Linked DNA regions of Mus musculus: regions 1, 2, 4, 5 and 6 are each linked to region 3. The links are chromatin contacts, called in public Hi-C, HiChIP or PLAC-seq and Micro-C maps. All regions are on one chromosome and are shown on one strand. The core of a region is the stretch at or near the end of the contact, and the rest is flanking DNA. Distances in the headings are between cores, read along the strand shown. Region 1 holds the start of Rfc1 (replication factor C (activator 1) 1). Region 2 holds the start of Lias (lipoic acid synthetase). Region 3 overlaps Gm31889 (a long non-coding RNA gene). Region 4 overlaps Rfc1 (replication factor C (activator 1) 1). Region 5 overlaps Gm43837 (a long non-coding RNA gene). Region 6 overlaps Klhl5 (kelch-like 5).

The links. Hi-C and Micro-C count contacts between places; a contact is called where the count stands out from the background. HiChIP or PLAC-seq counts read pairs in DNA pulled down with a chosen protein or histone mark.
Region 1: an H3K4me3 HiChIP or PLAC-seq map of pro-B cells shows a contact between it and region 3, with 2.9 times the contacts expected there. The contact joins the promoter of Rfc1 here to the enhancer-like site in region 3. A contact is called at or near these places in 4 of 39 promoter capture datasets (the C10 cell line, cranial neural crest and hippocampal neurons), 1 of 15 datasets of contacts at CTCF or cohesin (large pre-B cells), 1 of 484 Hi-C or Micro-C datasets (Th1 cells) and 5 of 115 datasets of contacts at active chromatin or transcription factors (bone marrow-derived macrophages, large pre-B cells, memory CD8 T cells and 2 more).
Region 2: a Hi-C map of cortical neurons shows a contact between it and region 3, with 9 times the contacts expected there. The contact joins the promoter of Lias here to the enhancer-like site in region 3. A contact is called at or near these places in 3 of 39 promoter capture datasets (hippocampal neurons, liver and pre-B cells), 14 of 484 Hi-C or Micro-C datasets (B cells, the N1E-115 cell line, Th1 cells and 10 more), 7 of 115 datasets of contacts at active chromatin or transcription factors (astrocytes, bone marrow-derived macrophages, embryonic forebrain and 4 more) and 1 of 9 other capture datasets (liver).
Region 4: a contact with region 3 is called in a Micro-C map of brown adipocytes, with 4 times the contacts expected there. The contact joins two enhancer-like sites. A contact is called at or near these places in 2 of 15 datasets of contacts at CTCF or cohesin (large pre-B cells and pro-B cells) and 5 of 484 Hi-C or Micro-C datasets (B cells, CD4 T cells, brown adipocytes and 1 more).
Region 5: a Hi-C map of the STO cell line shows a contact between it and region 3, with 2.2 times the contacts expected there. The contact joins two enhancer-like sites. A contact is called at or near these places in 4 of 39 promoter capture datasets (the 3T3-L1 cell line, the C10 cell line, embryonic stem cells and 1 more), 2 of 15 datasets of contacts at CTCF or cohesin (the G1E-ER4 cell line and embryonic stem cells), 49 of 484 Hi-C or Micro-C datasets (the 3T3-L1 cell line, the AML12 cell line, B cells and 28 more), 15 of 115 datasets of contacts at active chromatin or transcription factors (the NIH/3T3 cell line, bone marrow-derived macrophages, craniofacial prominence and 8 more) and 2 of 9 other capture datasets (liver and macrophages).
Region 6: a contact with region 3 is called in an H3K27ac HiChIP or PLAC-seq map of heart atrium, with 8 times the contacts expected there. The contact joins two enhancer-like sites. A contact is called at or near these places in 2 of 15 datasets of contacts at CTCF or cohesin (embryonic stem cells and large pre-B cells), 7 of 484 Hi-C or Micro-C datasets (the HL-1 cell line, adipose-derived mesenchymal stem cells, cerebellum and 2 more), 3 of 115 datasets of contacts at active chromatin or transcription factors (bone marrow-derived macrophages, embryonic stem cells and heart atrium) and 1 of 9 other capture datasets (embryonic stem cells).

Annotation. Positions count from the first base shown.
Region 1 is chr5:65,333,804-65,337,136 of GRCm38.p6, forward strand. Rfc1 (replication factor C (activator 1) 1) reads right to left here and starts at 1,836. Exons shown (of 25, transcript NM_001347357.1): 1 at 1,721-1,836. The coding sequence starts at 1,723.
Region 2 is chr5:65,389,558-65,392,933 of GRCm38.p6, forward strand. Lias (lipoic acid synthetase) reads left to right here and starts at 1,940. Exons shown (of 11, transcript NM_024471.5): 1 at 1,940-2,116; 2 at 2,663-2,832. The coding sequence starts at 2,072. It overlaps Rpl9 (ribosomal protein L9), which reads right to left and starts at 1,874. Exons shown (of 8, transcript NM_011292.2): 1 at 1,819-1,874; 2 at 1,389-1,435; 3 at 1,182-1,297; 4 at 831-926; 5 at 1-53. The coding sequence starts at 1,434.
Region 3 is chr5:64,882,581-64,885,884 of GRCm38.p6, forward strand. The region is part of intron 3 of Gm31889 (a long non-coding RNA gene); the gene reads left to right. Among named protein-coding and RNA genes, the nearest start is that of Gm31889, 4.7 kb to the left of the region's middle. Within about 2 kb of position 1,916, at least 181 of the 459 cell types and tissues checked have an H3K27ac peak or open chromatin away from gene starts, as enhancers often do. A contact at or near this core is called in B cells, the C2C12 cell line, CD8 T cells and 20 more, where this site is marked.
Region 4 is chr5:65,278,110-65,281,294 of GRCm38.p6, forward strand. It overlaps Rfc1 (replication factor C (activator 1) 1), which reads right to left. Exons shown (of 25, transcript NM_001347357.1): 13 at 1,348-1,705; 14 at 602-714. Among named protein-coding and RNA genes, the nearest start is that of Rfc1, 56 kb to the right of the region's middle. Within about 2 kb of position 1,357, at least 31 of the 459 cell types and tissues checked have an H3K27ac peak or open chromatin away from gene starts, as enhancers often do. A contact at or near this core is called in brown adipocytes, where this site is marked.
Region 5 is chr5:64,387,182-64,390,062 of GRCm38.p6, forward strand. Gm43837 (a long non-coding RNA gene) reads left to right here. Exons shown (of 3, transcript XR_003955925.1): 3 at 2,548-2,694. Among named protein-coding and RNA genes, the nearest start is that of Gm43837, 11 kb to the left of the region's middle. Within about 2 kb of position 1,485, at least 112 of the 459 cell types and tissues checked have an H3K27ac peak or open chromatin away from gene starts, as enhancers often do. A contact at or near this core is called in B cells, the C2C12 cell line, CD8 T cells and 6 more, where this site is marked.
Region 6 is chr5:65,155,448-65,158,807 of GRCm38.p6, forward strand. It overlaps Klhl5 (kelch-like 5), which reads left to right. Exons shown (of 11, transcript NM_175174.4): 6 at 608-794; 7 at 3,337-3,360. Among named protein-coding and RNA genes, the nearest start is that of Klhl5, 26 kb to the left of the region's middle. Within about 2 kb of position 1,619, at least 37 of the 459 cell types and tissues checked have an H3K27ac peak or open chromatin away from gene starts, as enhancers often do. A contact at or near this core is called in heart atrium, where this site is marked.

The DNA.
Region 1 (3,333 bases), core at 586-3,085, 450 kb after region 3:
AGTGATTGGGAGCACTTGCTGCTCTTGCAAAGGACCTGGCTTCAGTTTCCACCACCCACGTGATGGTTCACACCCATGTATGACGCCAGTACCAGGGGACCCAATGCCCTCTTCTGACCTTCTTGGGACCAGGGCTGCATGCACTGCACATACACGCATGCAGACAAAACACTTGTACACGTAATTTATTCAAAACAGGATTTCTCTGTGTAGCCTTGGCTGTACCGGAACTCACTCTGTAGAGCTGGCTGGCCTCAAACTTATAGAGATCCACCTGCCTCTGCCTCCCAGGTGCTGTGATTAAAGTCATGCACCACCAATGAACTGGAGAGGTATGACTGAAGAGATGTCTCAGGAGTTAGAGTACTTGCTGCTCTTTCAGAGGACATGAGTTCAACTCCAATTCCAAAGGGTTCAACACCCTCTTCTGGCCTCTGATGGCATCAGGCATGCATAGTCACAGAAATATACTCAGACACAACATACACGTTACAAGTCAAATAAGAATGTATTGGACTTGGGGGCTGAACAAATGGTTCAGTGGTTAAGAGTGCATATTGTTCTTTGCAGAGACCCTGACTTCCAGAACTAACACCCACAGAAAGCAGCTCAAAACCACCTGTAACACCACCTCTGGAGGATCTGACACACTCTTCTGGCTACCATGGGCCTTCAAACATATGTGTGCATACACAAACTATGTGTGCATATACAAACACAGATACACATAACTAAAATAAGAATAAATATTTTCCAAAACAACACTTCAGATGAATTTCTAGACGGTATTTAAAGCAAACTCACATATTATCCCGAAAATAAAAAGGCCGACTCTGGGTGGCTACCATCACTATCTTTTTTCCCCAAAGAATAAAAAACAGAGAGCTGAAACTTTTTCCAGTTTGGTGTAACACTTTTCTCCCCTGCATGCTGGTGTTCTGACAAGCTTAAGAATAATAAAAGTGTGTGTAAGTGTGATTGTTAAATATCTTGTAGATTAGCTGAACATCTTCAGTGGTCCAGTAAATTAAAAATTATTTCCAACTTGTATCTGTCTCCTATGCCAGGGACTTTCAAACAATTTCACTTTCAAACTATTTGAATGTCCACTACATTGAATTATTGAAGTTGGAACTGAGGTTTAAAAAAAAAAAAAACTACTTATCGTAACAGGTGATAAGAGATGACAGCTGTCAAATACAGAACATCCGTCTGTACTCGCCGTGTTTTTATTCCTGGTAAACCAGGATCCGCTCAACTCCTATAAATTATTCTAAACAAAATAAACAAATAAACTTCCTTGTGTCACAGCTGACACTCGCTTCCAGGAAGCTGATTCAAGCTGAAGGCCCGAGCAAACTTCTCCCTGCGAAAGCCAAGTGTGACATTCTTCCACGCAAAGCTTGAAGTCGGGACTTTAGGAAGCACTCCAACAGAGATGATTTGGGACAAGGCTGTACACGAAAGTAACTTTTAACGCCCCGTCCAAATCAACTTTCTTCTTCCTTCCTCCCTTCCCCCAAGAGTCGGGGGGGTGGGGATGTGAAATTGCCGCGTAGCAGCCACCTCCCTGCAGCTGCGTCCCTGGTGCGCCCCGCACCCTAAGCCGGGCCCCTCGGAGCCCTCTGCATCGTCCTCCCCATCCCGCACCGCGGCGGCGCCCCGTTCACACCCCCGCCTGCAAAGCCTCTGTAGCTGCACGGCCTCCCGGGCGGCTCACCATCGCAGCCCCACGACCGAACAGGAGCAGGTGGGCAGGCCCGTGGCTGGGGTAATTCGTTATCGGGGCTCGGGATCCATTGGCGCCAACAACTTCTCCCGCGAAGTAGCAGAAGCGCGGGCGGCGGCGCGCGGCGATGACGTCGGAGGCGCGCGTTCCCCGCGGCCCCGCCCCGAGGCGGGAGCTGCGCACTGGGTGCAGGACCACAGCCCTAGCAACCGGAGGGTTGCTACCTTGTAGGACGGCGAGTGCGCGTGCGATCGTGGCCGGGAGACGCCCAATTTGGGATCTGAGGCTGACTTCCTCTAAGCCGGGTTCCCAGGTGGCTTCCTTCCTGCAGTACACGCACGTGCTGCAAGGGCAGTGCTCTGTAGCCGCTTCCAGAAGTTCTTACTGCCACCACGGTAGGATGAAGTGTATTCGATGCGCCCCGCAAAGGTCAACTGTTCTCATCAAACTTTACACTGATTTATTTTATTTTTAATGTTTGACCTATTGATTTTGGCTCAAACTAACAGACCCTTAGTGAATGGACATTTTTTTTAACTTTTTAATACATTTATCTATTGAAGATGGAATGACAAGCTGTGGTCAGAGAACAACTTTCAGGGAACCTTCCATCACGTGGGTATATGTTTGCATTTAACGGACTGTTTACAGTAAAGGCATTTTGTTTGTTTGGGGGGGTTGTTTTTCTGAGGCAGAAGATCATGTGACTTGTCCAGGTCCCAAACTCCTTATGTAGCTGAGAATGACCTTGAACTTCTGATTTCTCTACTGCCTCCCAAACGCTGAAATCTCAGATATATGCCAACACTCCTGCTTTACACGATGCAAGGGATCAAACTCAGAGCTACTGTGAATGCATGCAACCAACTGGGCAACCCTCAGCCCCAATGTCTTTGCTCTAAAACTACCAAGCTAAGAGAACTAGCCCCCGGGACTGGAGAGATGGCTCAGCGGTTAAGATCACTGACTGCTCTTCCAAAGGTCCTGAGTTCAAATCCCAGCAACCACATGGTGGCTCAAAACCATCCGTAATGAAATCTGATGCCCTCTTTTGGAGTGTCTGAGGTCAACTACAGTGTACTTACATATAATAAATAAATCTAAGAAAGAAAGACAGGAAGGAAGGAAGGAAGAAAACTAGCCCCTTAATTCCTTCCTAAAGCTTCATTAAGTCTCTTAAAGAATAGTCAAATCTTTGACATAACCAAGACACGCCCACACAGGGGAAAAAAAAAAAAAAAACAAGAAAAGATTTAGGATAAGCAAGCTTTGGAAGCTGCTCTTGCTATGAAACTCTAGTGGGCCTGCCTCCACCACCCCACTGCTGGGATTATAGGGGTGGTAGCCCACACCTGGCCAGCAAGTTTCCTATGAGTAAATGAGCAACCTGGTTGTGGAATAGAAATTAACAATTGCATATAACTTTAAGAGAAAACGTGACTATCAAAGAATTTAGTGTAGAGGGCAGTATCAAACTTTGGCCTTGAACTTTGAAATCTTTTTCTAACCACTTCTTGTTGGGTCTTGTCATTTTATGACACCATATCTACTGGGAAAGACAGTAAAGCCTTCAGGAATACAAGAGTTTGTATTTAAGTAGATGT
Region 2 (3,376 bases), core at 690-3,189, 510 kb after region 3:
ACGACGTTGATGGGGAAGTGAGCGTACACAGACCGCATCTTGTATCGGAAGCCCTGCATCAAACAAGCAACTGTGAGCCATCCTGAACAAACTCAAAGTTTTCGGTTCAGCTGGCCTAGATTTTGAGATTCCTCTTCTTCAGTTTCCCCAGGCTGAATTTAGAGTCAGCTCTAAATGCCCTAAGGTGCTTTTGTCATGTCGTGGAAATTTAACACACGCACTCTACCCACCATATGCAAGTTGCAACATCTTCCCAAAGCTCCAGGAGGAAGCTTTCTTTTACTATCTCATCCTTTGAGGGCATAAGATCCTCATTTTTGGCATTAGGCATCTGTGGAGTTACTACAGACACCACCAGATAATAAGTGACTCCAGACTAAACAAAAGGCCCAGTCCTCCCCAGGAGCAACAGGGTAACACGATCCAATAGGTATACAAAGTACAGCTTGTGTTTATAAAACAACACCTCTTCAGCATTAACTGTTTTGGGAGAAAGGATCTAGAACAGTAACTTCAGAGATGCACAAGTCAGATCTTTTTGTTTGTTTTTTTGAGACAGAGTATAACTCTGGCTGTCTTTTCTATCCATTGAGTCCCAAACATACCAGCCAGCAATCTCCACTATATGTATCTACCAACAAACAAAACCCCTGAAACAGAAGTAAAGGAGCCTGCCCAGCAAATTCCTGGGTCTGATCTGTGCTAACCCACCCCCAATATCTGAAAGTGCCTCCTTTGTAGAAGTACAGTCCATCCTGGCCCTAGACATTTATACACACCCAAGGAACCTCTTCCAAAGGGTTAAAGGGCAGAGTGGAGGGCTGACTTACCAGCGTGACACCCTTGATCATGTTCTGAACATGACTGCAGATGGTCCTGACGGTGGCCAGTTCCTTTCTGTTACCCCACCATTTGTCAACCCGGAGCTGAAACACAACAACTTTAGAATTAAAACACAGCACTTTTAGCTGGCGAGTACTAGCACGCAAAGCCATGTACAAATGCACCGTATGTCACACGCACAGGACACCAGAGGGACGACACACACACACCCAAGTTCACTCATAAAAGAACTGAGTCCGAGTAACCCACTCGGCCACGCATGGGGTGGGGGATTAACATCGGTTACCGGGTTTTGTTACAAGCAAGCACCCGAAGCATCGGAAGACACAAGTTCTTACCCTTTTCTTCTTCTTCCCAAGAAGACTCAGCTCCACGTTGATGTGATTGAAGTCCCTCCGCAGAGTCCCCCTGGGGCCCTTCACAATGACTGTGCGCCCCTTCAGAGTGATTTCGACTAAACGAGAAAGTGAACTGGTGAGACCATAGGCCGGGGTTTAGAGCATGCAGGAAAGCCGTCAGCGGCCGGCGGGGAGCCATCTACTCACCATTCTCTGGAATGTCCACAGTCTGATTGCTGAGAATGGTCTTCATCCTGAAACACAGACACCCGGGTGAGACGGCTGGGGCGGGGGACGCTCTACACCCGAGACCCGGCAGCGTTCCGCTCCCAACGGGAATCGCCAGCTACGAAAGCCGGCAACAAGGACCCAGGTGTGTCCGGGACAAGGACTGGACCGGGGGCCCCGGAGAAGAGTAAGGAAGCCCGGCTCGGTGCGCCATGGCGGAAGGGCTACGACCGAGATGGGCCTGAAAGCCCGAACGCCACTTCCAGCTCGCGCCACCAAGTCCCAAGGACGCACGTCGTGCTGGGGGACAGTCGGGACAAAGCCTTGGGGCATCGGCTCCATGCCGCCGGGGTCCCCAAACAGAGGATGGGTTCAGATTCCCGGGGCACCCGGTCCCTAAGCTCCTCACCTCGCAGTAGATGGGGCAAAGAGAGAACGTCTTTCGTCATCACGTTCTTGTAATCCGTCAGGGCCCTGCGTGTCGCGTCACGACCCGAGCGACGGCTTTAAGGCGGAACTACTCGATTGCCGAGCTAGTCGAGTCGCGCCGGTCGGCGACGACGTATCGCGTCATGACTCAAGCGACGAGTTGTTGGACGCGTCCGGTGCCGGGGGTGCTGTTCCCTCGATCCCTTGACACTCCTGAGACCTAAAAGAGGGGGATGGCTCTACGCTGCTGGGATACAGCTCGCAGCCTGGGGTCCCGGGTGAGCGGCGGGAACGCCATTGCTTATCCTAAGTTCAAAACTAGGGAAATTGTTCCAGATATCCTTTTTTTAAAAGCCCCGACAGCTGTGGCATATCTTAATTATTGCAAACTTGTTGACAACATATTTTAGTACCTGTTTTAGGAATAGAAGACATGAAAACGTGGCATGTTAAGTCACCCACTAAGGTTTTCTAACCTATATTTAGCGGTTAACTTTGATCTGCGTCCCACTTTTTTCCCCCATTTGTCATGGCTGAGCGTGCATCAGGGTCTCTGTAATCTAGGCTGGCCTGAAACTAAATTCTTAGACCAAAGACGACTCCTCACTCTGCCTCCTCTGAGAGCTGCATTACGTGTTTGAGCCGCCGTGACTTACGGTTCTTTCACCTTGAGTCTTTTTCAGGTTCTGATCTACGTAGTTTGAGCTCTTAAATCGTTTTACATAATTTCTGAATCAATTTCTTTAGCTTTGGTATTATAATGGGTTAAAACTAAATTATTTCAGAGTCTACTGAGTGAATGTTGTACTGAACCCTTTTTGTAGATATTTGGAAGATATGCGTTCACGGTTAGAGCATTAAGTTCTTTGCCAGATAAGAAAAAGGAATTTTTGCATAATGGACCAGACCTTCAAGATTTTGTATCTGGTGATCTTGCAGACAAGAGTACATGGGATGAATATAAAGGAAACTTAAAGCGCCAGAAAGGAGAAAGGTAATTGAACATTAGATTCCACTTTGACTTTGTGCATTGTTTGGTTTTGTTTGTTTGTTTGTTTGTTTTGGTTTTGATTTTTTGAGACAGGGTTTCTCTGTGTAGCCCTGGCTGTCCTGGAACTCACTCTGTAGACCAGGCTGGCCTCGAACTCAGAAATCCACCTGCCTCTGCCTCCCAAGTGCTGGGATTAAAGATGCACTGCCTGGCATTGTGCTTTTTTTTTTTTTTTTTTTTTTTTTTTTTTCTTTTTTAATCAAGCCTTGTAGGTTTTTCTGTACCCTTTGGCCATTTCTTCATCCTTTCCAAAATGACCATTTTATGCTGCCATATCCCATTTTATATCTAGCATCTAATTGAGAAAGTATAGGTTTTTCTCTTGATAGTTATTTTATTTATTTGGGTTTTTGGAGATGGTTTCCCTATGTAGCCCTAACTGCCCTAGACTTCTCTCTGTAGACCAAGCTGGCCTCAAACTCAGAGATCCATTTTCCTCTTCCTCCTGAGTGCTGCAATTAAAAGTGTGCACAACCACCACCTGGCT
Region 3 (3,304 bases), core at 666-3,165:
GCCTGGGCTACAGAGTAAGAGTTCATTTTAGGAAAAAAAAATAATTCTGGAGCATTTCAGACTTCAGGTTTTCAAATGATAGATGCTCAGCCTGATATAGATAAAGGCTATTGTCAGGTGAGCTCCTGCAGATTAGAGTTAAAAGACCACCTGCTTCATCCTACTTGTCTATTTGTTGGGACAGAGTCTCACTGTGTAGCCCTGGCTGGCCTCAAACTCACAGAGATCCTCCAGCCTGTTTCTTGCTGTTTTGGTTTTGAAGAAAGGGTCTTTCTATGTAGATCGTGACCATCCTTCTGCCCCAGCTTCCCAAGTGATGGGACTACAGGTGAGTACCACCGTGCTGGGCTGACTCGCTGAACTGTGAAGGCCAAATAGGTAAATCCACCAGCAGTTTAGACAGCACACGATACATAGCTGGTGCCCAGTAAAAGCCAGCTCTAATAATGAAGCAGTCCTTGGCTGGAGAGATGGCTCAGCGGTTAATAGCATTGACTGCTCTTCCACAGGTCCTGAGTTCAAATCCCAGTAACCACATGGTGGCTCACAACCACCAATAATGAAAACTAATGCCCCTTTCTGGCGTTTCTACAGCATTCACACACACACAAAATAAATAAATAAATATTTAAAAAATGAAAGCAGTCCTCACCCTTAAAGAGGGATCACTGTCTAGATAATCTCTGTTTGTTTTGTTTTGTTTTCTGGTTTTTTCAAAACAGGGTTTCTCTTAGTAGCCCTGGCTGTCCTGGAACTCATTCAGTAGACCCAGTGATCTTTTAACCCTCTAGGATAATTTAGTTTTAGAAACATGAAGGTGTAAGTGGGACGAAATTCCTGAATGTGTGCTACCACTTCTGATGAAGAAAACCCCTAGATCCACCGGCAGCTCTTCTGAATTAGGGGAGAGGGCACCGTTGGGAGAAGAACTGTGTATTTTCAATGGACACTGTGTGGAAAGAGACCGCAATGGCAGACCTCTGACTACTGCTCATTTTTTTCCTTTTGACCTTTACTGAGTTGTTCTGGTAGCTCATCCTCTTCAACGAACAAGTGTAACTACTGATGTGACCACAAGATGGCACTGTAATCCAAAATTTCACAGAGGAAACCCCCCCCCCCCCCCCCCGAAAAAAAACCCTAGGTTCTTTTAAAGCTTTCTTTCCCCCAGGGTTCCTGGAACTGTTGTGTACTGGCAAGTAGAGCAATCTTGCTGAAAGGAAAGCTCTGGTTCTGTAGGTCTGGGTTGAGCCTGAAATGCTGTGTTTCTAACAGGCTCTCAGATTAGCATCTTTTATTAACTCCATCCCTGGTTCTAGGCCAGTTTAGTTTTAATTTCTCTACTGTTACACCTGATCGGAAAGGAGGGAAAACTAAATTGATGGGGAAAGGACTATGCTCTCTGTCTTTAAGAGGCAATGGGGGGGGGGGGGGAGGAGGAGGAAGAGGGAGAGATAAGGAAACCTGGGCGGTCCAATCCCCAAGACCTGTTGCAGCACACACTGCGCCCCACTGCCACCCCAGCACTGACCAGCTGAGCAGGTGCTCTGGTCAGGGTGAGCTGTGCAGAGCGCAGGGTCCTTCTTAGACCTTTCTGGCACAAAGGATTTATTTGAGAATTCAGTACAGGGTTTACAGTAAACAATGCCAGGTTTTTCAGCTAGCACTCCTAAATTCTCCTGTCAAAAGCTAAGCTAGAGATGCCAGCAGAGTCCATACTGGAAAGAGCTAGCCACAGACCGTATGACTGAATGTTAGAGCAGGAAGAGCCGCTTTGCTGATGGCATTATTCTTACATGCACAATCGTTCTATTTTAATACATGAACTTCTGCTTTCCCAAGTGAGAAGGGCTCTCAGGGAATAGCACGTGAAGTGAAACCACTTCTTGTCCACTAGGGCCCTTTGACTCCAGGCAGGCCCTTGCTTCTTGGCAGACACAGGAGTGTGTAGGAGGGAGAGGAGGTTGTTATCAATGGTTCCTGCTATTCTTCTCTGGCAGACTCTGACTTTCTATTTTCTAGATTTGGTTTTTCTCTCCCACCCCCTCCCTCTCCCTCCCCTTCCCCTTCTCCTCCCCCTCTCCCCCTCCCCTCCCCCTTCCTGCCTCTCCCCCTCCCCCTCTCACTCCCCCCCTCCCCCTTCCTTCTCTCCCCCCTCCCCCTCCCCTTCCCCTCCCCCTCCCTCAACTTCCTGTGTAGCTGAGGATGCCCCTGAACTTCTGATACTCCTGACTCTCCTCTCCTAAGTCCTGGAATTATAGTCGTGTGCCACCGTGCTTGGTCGTGTGCTGCTGGCGATAAAACACAGCCCTTCTCAAATCCTAGACAGTCTAGCCCCTGGGTTCCATGCCCAGCTCCCATATCATTTCTTCCCATTTTGTTTCCTTAACATAGTTTAAAACAAAGTTATATGAATAGCTGGCTCTTGGCTATTTATCGGTCTAGTTTAACCTTCGTCCGGCTCCTTACTCAAAAGGCCACGGCTCCTACTTCTTGGAGGCCTAGAGTAAATTAACACTGGGGGTAATGTTCTCCTCTGTCTTCTCCCCCCCCCCCAATTTGCATAAAGCCTACAGCAGACAGTTCTCGCTGTGCACACACGGGGAAGTAAAACCTGGGCTTTTATCTGGGTGTTCTTGACTTCTCTCTAACTGTATGCATGAGCTGACACGTGAAGGGGTGGGGGTGGGAAAGTGGTTTCAGGGTTGGTCAGACTGGGTAAAAGCAGGGCATCTGGAGCTAAGGATATGGTATGCCCTCCCTGTTCTCCCTGGACGGTGAGGAGAGCTCTGTACACGAGCATCTCGCGGCAGACCGGCCCCAGCACACCCATGTGCAGTATTCACAAGTTTTTGTTTTGTTATTCAACATATTATAGGATTCCCATCAAAATATGATGGCTGAATTTTATTGCATGAAAATTGCAGACAATATAATCATTAATTATAAATTCAACATTAGGGCTGGTGAGATGGCTCAGCGGTTAAGAGCACTGACTGCTCTTCCAGAGGTCATGAGTTCAAATCCCAGCAACCAACCACATGATGGCTCACAACCATTCGTAATGAGAAACAAATTTTAAAAAACTCTATGGGCTGGAGAGCGCGGGCCCAGAGAGAGCAGGGCCAGAGAAAGAGGGAGAGGGAAGAAGAAATAAAATAAAATAAAATAAAATAAAAATAAATAAATATAATAAAAAAATAAATTCAACATCAGATTACGGGGTAAAGACATGCCATACCTTTTTAAAGTTTAGAGAGTTCTCAGCCACAGCTAATACCTCCACGGAGAGAATAGAACTTCA
Region 4 (3,185 bases), core at 107-2,606, 390 kb after region 3:
TTCCTTCTAAGGTCTGGCTTATGTCAAGTTTACACAAAACCAGCCAGTACCGTGGCCCTAGACAGTAAGAGGGGGAGGCAAGGAGGGTGCCAGGACACAGGAGGCAGACTAACTATATGAAGTGGCACTGCTGCAGGGCACGGTGCACAGGGCTCTGTACCACCTGCAGCCACGGCATCTCCTGAGCGCCTAGTAACACATCCTCCACCTATAAGGGAAAATGGATGTTTTTATAATAGCCAATTCAATAACAGGTTTAAGGTGGGGTTTGTTTTTTTTTTCTTTAATTTTCTTTAGATTTTTTTTAAAAAGACTTGTGTCCTGGAACTTACTATGTAGACTAGGCTGGCCTTGAATTAACCTCGAGATTCACCTGCTTCCTCAATGCTGGGATTATAGGCATGCACTACCACACCCAGCCAGAATAATAGCATTAAAAAAAAAAAAAAAAAGAAGTGACAAACACCACTAAAGCCAAAGAAAATTCTAAAGTTTGACTTTAGAAAAATATACACTGTAGATTAACACAGACACACACACACGCACACACACACACACACACACACACGAGCTGATCACTGCACTATGACAGGGCACCCACCTGACACACAAGAGAAGCTGTAGTGGTTTTGCCAACACCTGGAGGGCCAGACAGCAGAGCTGCCTTGAAACTGGAGCCATCATCTTTGCTGGCAAGTTTGCCAAACTTTGCTGCTAGGGAAGAGAAGTTCCAGAGCATTAACATGCACCATATTTCAGACACTCCAGATCAGAAGGAACCATTTATGAACTGCCCGAGAGCTTTGCAAAGCAGAGAGGAGAGTGCAGACCAAAAGCAAATGGCAATGTAATGAGGCTGTAGGTCACTGTGCCAGTGCTTACCTCAGCTTCTTCCAGTTTCCTTAAGGGCCCTGGGCATTCTCTCTCTCACAGGCCTTCAGACACTGGCACTGGTTGTTCCTCCAGCCCAATACCACACCCATCTCCCTTAGCCCAGCTGTCTGCTACCTGGACTCCAAGGTCGCTCCAGGGCTGAGCGCTCACACCCTCTTCCTTGACTACACACCAGCATCCCCAGAGCTAGCTCCCTGTACTTACCCTACAAAAGCACTTGGCACATGCATTTTAACAGCTGGCTCATAATCTCCCCACTCTCTGGGGGCCCCTGAAGGGCCTGCTTTGTTCACAGAAGCACCACCAGGGCCTAGAGCACTTGGGCACTCAACAAGCCTCGATAAATACTTGATGACAGGCAAATGAACCATGCATGAGCCTTTGGCCATGAATACAACTGAGCACTACATATGTTGACAGACACACAGAAAATGACTAAAGTTGTGAAATCACCATGTTTTTTCTCTTCAGGAGAACTCTTGTGCCAGTTTCTGAGCCAACGTAGTAATTTGTTGGCACAGCTCTGGTCACCCTGCTGTCCGATTATGTTCTTGAGTGAGGCGGGCTTGTACTTATCCACCCAGAGCAGACATTCCTCTTTGTTGCTACTGCGGTTGCCATGTGTCTCCTTGACATCCAGGCCCCTTGGGCACGTGCTTGCCTCCTTCTTCACTGCCTTCATAGGACTGTTCTTTAGGAGAGTCAGCTTGCACTTTTTAGACTCTGACTCCTTCTTGGCTGGACTAATTTTTCTTTTTCCTTGATCATTTTTTTGGGGTGTTCGCTCCAATTTGGACTTTTCTTTCTTCATCTGCAGGGGAAATCAAAAAGGCCTGATGAAACACAGAAGATTCCTGTCCTGCCACACACTCCCCAGAGGCAAACTGACACAGCCAAGTGACTGGGCTGCTGTCACAATGGGCTATCAGTGTCTGCAGTCACCATTTTCCAAACTTCACAAACATTAACAACACGCCCAGAAAGCCAATACAGTCATCATTTTTAAAATAAAGACAGGATCATGAGGTAAACAACTTGCTTTAAAGCTTCTTGACTACGTAAAACCAACGTCTCCTCTAAAACGCACATATACAACGTCACAGCAGTGCTGTGTTACATGGTGCACATGCGCATTACAGCCATAAAAGAAGAGCCCAAACATCCACTGGGGAACTCAGCATAAACAAAAAATGACTGAGATCCACCCAATGGAATATTATTTAACTATAAAAAGGAATGGATACTAATATATACAACTTGGTTCGCCTAGAAACCATTACAGAAAATAAAAGGGCTAAAACCAGAAAATTTTACTTATACAAAATGTCCAAAATAGGTAAATCCTTAGAACAGAGCATAGTGGCCACCAGGCAGAGGGTATGACAAGCGACTATCATTAAGTATAGGATTTCTTTTTGGAGGTAATGACAGAGTCTGGAATGAGATGCAGTAACTGGGTCAACAAGATGGCTCACTGGGTAAAGGCACTTGCCACCAAGCCTACTGACCTAACTTCAATCCTCAAAACCCTCACTGTGAAAGGACAGAACCAACTCAAGGAAGATGTCCTCTGACCTTCACATGTACCCAGACATAAATACATGTAGTCAATAATAAATAAATGTAATTTTTTAAATTGTATGTACATTGCTGTTCTGCCTCCATGTATGAGTAGGGTCCCTGGAGCTGGAGTCACAGACAGTGTCACTCAGTTGCCATGTGAGTGCTGCAAATTGAACCTGGGTTCCCTGAAAGAGGAGCCAATGCTCTTAACTGCTGAGCCACTTCTTTAGCCCCCTAAATAAATGTAATTTTTTAATTAAATACTAATGATCACTGCACAGGTATGAATTACATTTTTTAAAAAGCGAGTTTAAAAAAATGGAAATAATATCTTAATTTCTAAAACAGTTAAACGCCTTCCAGCAATGCTAGAACTTATTATAACTACCTAGTTAGGGCGGAGGTTTCTGGAGATATAAGGTAACTATCCACTCAGCAAAGCTATAAGCTACAGAGCAGAAAGTCTTCTCACTCACGGAGACCCGCAGACACGATCTCAACCAACTGATCAAGGTATATCATTATCGTGTGTGAGACACACTGAGCAGGACACAATATCGTGTTCTTCCCAAACTGGGTAACACAACCTAACTGTGAGAAACATCACACGATGCTATGACAGTCTACAAACAGCTAAGCAGAAGAAACTGAGGAAACAGAACCACCGTAGGCTGGAGGAGGCTGAAGCAGTGCAAGCCAATAGGACCCTGGAGCAGACAAAGGACAAC
Region 5 (2,881 bases), core at 235-2,734, 500 kb before region 3:
CACCGTAGAGCAGGGCGGGGTCTCACTTCCACTCCCATTTCCTAGTGCTGCAAGCAGCTTCTTGAAGGATGCTAATCTGTTTAACAGATTAGCTGCTTTGTCTATACTGGTTTTACCTCCAACTTTAGGTAAGTTTGTGTTTTGTGTTTTTTGTTTTTCTCTCTCAAACTGCATGTTTTCCCAAATTTTCCTGCTCGGAGTTTCCTGACTAAAAGCAGCCAAAAATGGCCCTGTACCAGCCTGAATGCTGTGAAGACTTGGAATTTTTTCAACCAAATAAATTGGCTCACTCTTTTAAAAACCAGCTTCAAAGCTGGATTGGTGGTGCACACCTTTAGTCCCAGCACTCAGGAGGCAGAGGCAGGCAGATCTCTGAGTTCGAGGCCAACCTGACCTGCAAAGTGAGTTCCAGAACAGTGGGGGCTACACAGACAAACCCTGCCTTGGAAACAAAACAACAGAAAAACCCAGCTTCACTTCAAAATTTAAAGACCTTAAAGAATACAGACAAATTCCTTCTGGAGATATAATAGAAATGACTTGAGATCTAATTCCCTATACAATCCCTGTCCTTGTCTGGAGCCTCTGAGCCTGTCCTTTGCCATCCGTGTTTCTGTCAGCATTCTGGGTCTTCTACATTTGGACCAGAATCATCCATTACATTCACAGCATGTCAGGGCTTCTCCAGTCCACTGCCCCAAACTTCCAAATTCCTTCCACAAATCATCTGCCAAAGTCTAAGCAGGATGACTTTGGGGTGTTCATAGAAGTCACCCTACTTCTCTGCTATCTGTTTTCTGTGTTTGTTACTTGAATATCACTCTGACCACTATCTCCAACAGAAATGGTAGAGGAGAGAGATGGTGGAGGAGAGAGATGGTGGAGGAGAGAGATGGTGGAGGAGAGTTTATGTTGGTTCTCGGGTTCAGAGGTTTCAGCTCATCACAGCAGGGAGGGAGTTGCAGAGCTCATGGCTGTCAGAGGAAGTTCTCAAGAGGCTCCATCTGCAGGAAGCAGAGAGCAGTCTCTGGAGGCCCTTTATTGAGTGATCACTACAGTCTATCGAAAGCTTTGCATTCTCTGCCCTTCCCTTCTCAATACCACATCTGACATAGGCAGATCCCAGCCAAGAGTGTGTTGATTAAAGTTTGTGTTTGGGGACTGAACACATGACTCCATAAGCAAGAGCGTTAAAAGACCAGAATTGGATCCCATGATGCACATAAAAAGCCAGGCATGGCTCTATGTGCACCTCTAACCCCAATGCTGAGAAGGGGGCTGGTGGAGAAGCAGAGACATACCATTCCACTTTGTGCTCCCGGCCGGTCACACACTTCCAGTCACCCACCAAGGGACTCTTTCATTGGCGAATGAAAGATACACACACACTAGCTTGTTTTTGAAATGCTGTGATTAGCTCAAAGGTTAGGCAGTGCTAAGCCTTTGCCTGCTACCCCAGGCCCAATAGGGAAGTGGGCAGTGGCCACTTACCAGAATTCTTACACTGCTCAGAGGCTCTCTCTGCCACAGCTCTAAATCTGAGCCATCTCTCAACTCATCTCAAGCCATCTCAGGCAATCCTCTGTCTCCACTTCTCTATCCCAAGCCCTCGCAAATCTAAGTGTCCCGGTCCATCTCCTTTTGCCCAACCATTGACTGCTAGCATCTTTATTGATCAATCAAAAACCAATTGGGGACAAGGTCCTTCAGCATTTGGACACACAGATTCCTGATTAAATCAAAGCATTAGAACCAATCCTCAATACATCAGTCCAGACACAGGTTCAGAGACCCTGTCTAGGAGGAATAAAAAGGAGAGTAATGGGACAAGATCCCAGGTGTCCTTATCTGACTTCTGCCTACATGCATAGATAGACATGTACACATGAACATACATGTGCACATACACGACACACAGATACAAAAGCCATGTTTTTCTTTAGTCTCAAAAAACCCTGAAAAATCCCAGAGGCTGCAAGTTGCTCCTGCTTGAAATCCATGGAGATCACTAAGGCTTCTCTGAGTCAGCTAGGAGTCTGAATGAGCTCAGAAAACCAGGAGCTAACTGTGAGGAGGTGGTAGGGAGGGGGTGTCAGGGTGGGAGGGTTGCCACTAGCTTCTGCAGGGGATGGGGAAGAGGAGAGAGTGGGGAGAATGGAAGGAGGGGACCATCCAGCAGCTGGCCCAGCTGTGTGGCCTGTGCTGTCCTCCCTTTCTGGCCCTCAATTGCTCTTTGAACAGCTCTGCATTTATGGCCACTTGGACAAGCCCCGGCATTGTTTGCCTCTAGTATCTAAGGTCAGAGGCCTTAGAGGAATGGCATGGTTCTATTTCCTTAAATAGTGACTTGGGAATGAAATGAGTAAGCGTGTCTTTAATTAGCCATACCCCAGAGGCCTGCGGGGGTGGGGGGGTCTGGTAGATGGTGGGCCCCCTGCCAAGATCAGCATTGTGAGGCTGGTATTTGGTCCAGGGTGTGGGGGGGGGGGGAGGGTTCAGTGCTATGCATTATTTACCCTCCCTCCTCATCTCCTATTGTCCTATCAGCCTCAACTCCAATTCTGTCCCCATGTCAACATGAAGGATGCCCCGGAGCTGGAGAGAGGAAAGAAGGGAGCCCTTTCTGAGCAACTACCACAGCCTAGGCACTGTGCCAGACACTGGAAAGGGCAAGGTCAAAGATGGAAGGATCGTGCGGAGGTGAGCCAATGAAGGCTGAGCCCAGGCCACCTAGTCCCACAGTGGTGATGCAGTTAAAGCATAAGGGTCCCTGGCACCAGGGGAGGTTTCAGAATTGCTGTATCCCCTTTACTGCATTTTTCACACTCTGTAACCACACCACAGAGCCACCCCTGCTACAATCTCCACCCTGTTTCTTTCT
Region 6 (3,360 bases), core at 369-2,868, 270 kb after region 3:
GTATTCTCCATAACTAATAAAAGAACTTAGCACCATTCACACCAGAAAGCCAAGAAAATAAAGATAACTAGATGACTCTGTCTTAAACCAACATGGAAAACTAGACCTCAAATAGCCAAGAAAACTGTGAAACTTGATGAGAGGGAGACCAAAATATCAGATTTCAGAGCATGCAGTAAAGACACCAATAATCTGGGGCAGCTCTTGCCTATAGCCTCAGCACCTGTGAGCCCAAGTTCAGAGTCAGCCTGGGACACATAAGAGTTCAAAGCCAATATGAGTTCCTACATCAGAAACAACAGAAACCGGGCAGGGGAGGGTGATAAATGTCTTTCATCCCTGCACTCATGAGGCAGGGGCACTCATGAGCCCATGGTGGTGATTGCTGCCTGCAATTTCACTGTGTGAGATACTGAAGCAGGAGAATCAGGGGGCCATGGCTAGCCTGCTGTACATCATGGATTCTGGACCAACCAGGGCCACATAGTAAGACCCTGTCTCAAAAATGAAGTAAAATCCTAGAAATAAACAGACCAGCAAAATGCAGTAGTGAACTAAAAAGTATATTTACATGTCTTCATTGTCTGTATACCCTGCTCTCTTCTAGTTCCTGGCAGACATGGAAAACAATGCACTTTTCCGGGATGACATTGAATGTCAGAAACTCATCATGGAAGCAATGAAGTACCATTTATTACCTGAGAGACGACCCATGTTGCAGAGTCCTCGGACAAAGCCTCGCAAGTCAACTGTTGGAACGTTATTTGCAGTTGGAGGGATGGATTCAACAAAGGGTATTGGGAGATCGTTGATCTAAAGGAACAGAGGGTAACCAGTAACACTACCAAGAGGCCCGGTGGAGAAGTGACTGGTTGAGGGACAAGGACAGGAAAAGATGAGACCAGAAAGCACCTTAGTGGCAGAAAATATTCAAGGCATGGTAAGAGGCAGATCAAAAGGTAGAGAAGACATCTTGTTGGGAGTTTCCATTGAGTTTAAGTAACTTGAGCATCATAGTAAGTAATTACTGTAAAAGAAGCTAACGTCAAATCAGAGTCTCCGTGAGTTCACAGAGACACAGATGGAAAGGAAAGCTGTTTCTTTCATGGTGCCAACTGATAGAGACAGATGAGATTAGGAAGAGGTAACTAGCTACTTTAGGCTAGGGATCTAGCTCAGTAAGAACACTTCACTCCACATAGATGACTTTTAAAAAGAATCGTTTTCTCTGAGGAAGATCTGCTGAAATATTTAGGGCCACGGGGTCATCATTTCTGTGATTTTTACTCTTAAACAATTAAGAAAAGATTCATGAATACATACATACATATATAGAAATGAAAGCTAAACACAAATATTTGAGTTACAAACTTGGATTCTGTGAACAGTTGTTCCTAGAGGTTGAAGACCATGCATGGTGCTATTGGCTGTCAGTTGTTATGGGGCCTTTCTGTACACCTGACCTCTGCCCATCCTCCTGCAGTGGTGCCTGCAACCCTGACAGAAGTCACACAGTCTCAGCTCATCCTGGTTCTGCTCTCAGCCCTGTTCCAGCCCCGTCTAATGTGCACCATAGGCATGCAGTGCCTGTGGGAGCCAGAAGAGGGCAGTAGATCCTGCACCCTCCCTATGCTCCCAGTCATTCTGTGGGTGCTAGGAATTGAAGCTAGGCGCTCTTAACCACTGTGCTGTCTCTCCACACACACCCACAAACTTATAGATGCATATTTGTATTACTAGTTTAGATTCTTAAATTTTGGCTTTCCAGTTTATAACAGAAGTCTACAAAAAACAAAAAAAAAAAACAAAAAAAGCTTGAAAATTCATCAATGGAAAAAGATTTTTGTTTGATGGAAGGCGATTTTTTATTTTATTTTATGGACACTTTAAAGTCATGGTTGGAGTGAAGAATCAAACAAATCCATACAATCTTGATACTTTACACACATGTATATAATCTGAATGAATAAAATATCATTATTGCCATATATTACAAAGAAAGGCTATGCAAAGTAAAAAGTATTTTTAAACCAGCTAGTGTTTAGAAGGGATTGATTCTGTGTAGTTCTGGGAGAATACAAGATGGAACGGGAGTTGGTGTCAGTCTCAAAAGCCTTAGCCTGTGTAGGGTAAGTAAACACAGCGCCGGGTGTGGAGCCAGCCGGACGGTCTGGTTTTAGGTTCAACAGTAGTAGCTCTGATGCTGATTTTACAAGCCTGAGGAGTAAGTGTCCACTGCGACTGCAGTCCTTTATAATGCTAGAACAGGCTGGTAAATTATCAGCTTAGAAAAAGACTCGATCTCTACGGAAGTGCGAGTTAGATTTTTTTTTAAGTGAGATACTTTCTTTCACTTTTTCCTAAATCTCTGCTGTTGCTGTTCCACATCTTGAAAGAGAGCAAAAGAGCTCTGGAATTTTCCATGGTAAACCCCATGGGTAGTAACTCCCTTCACTTCCGGCAGAATGGTTCCCAGGCGACCTTTGTCCTTCCTCCTTGCCGTGCCCCCTCCCTTGCGTGGTGTCAGCCCCACTCCGCCCGTTTTGTTGTTACTGTTCTTTCTTCCAGAACCTCACATAATAATTGTCTCCCTTATCTCCTGGGTCAGCGGTTTCCTTCCCCTAGACCTTTCCATTGACTTCTATAAACAACCCAACAATCCGATCCCAAAAGGGAGACAGCCTCCCTCAGCTTGTCCAAGAACCCTGTCTGCACTGTGGCCAGCCTTCTCAGAATGATCCCCTGTGGCTCCCTCCCTGCACTTCCGCCAATTGCTGAGCGTCTTCCTGGCCTCTTTGAACAAAGAACGTCCCCTGCTGGATGTTTTAATGCTGGGCCTGGAGTATGCCAGGGAGAATGATGGGAGAAAAGGTCATGGCACAGGCGAGGGCCGTACTGCAGGGGCTTCATAAGATAGCATAAAAGTATTGCTGTCGATGCTCGAAGAAACCTTTATACTTTGGGGCTAGGGAGATGACTCCACTGTTAAAGTGCTTCTCCATGCAAGCAAGAGGACCTGAGTTCAAATCCCCAGAAACCATATACACAGCTGGCACACTTGTGTGATCCCAGGGCTGGGGAGGCAGACAGGTGGATTGCTGGAGCCCCTCGCCAGCCAGCCTAGCCAGAACAGTGAGTTCTGGTTCAGGGAGACCCCTCTGGAAAAACAAAGTGGAGAGCGACAAAGGAATACACCAGACACCAACCTCTGCCCACCATATGCACGCGCGCGCGCACACACACAACACACACACACACAAGATAAATTCTACTTCTGTGTCTGTAACATAGCCGGGGTGGATCTTGTAGTCTCCTAACTTCTGTGTTATTGTTCAGGAGCAACAAGCATTGAGAAGTATG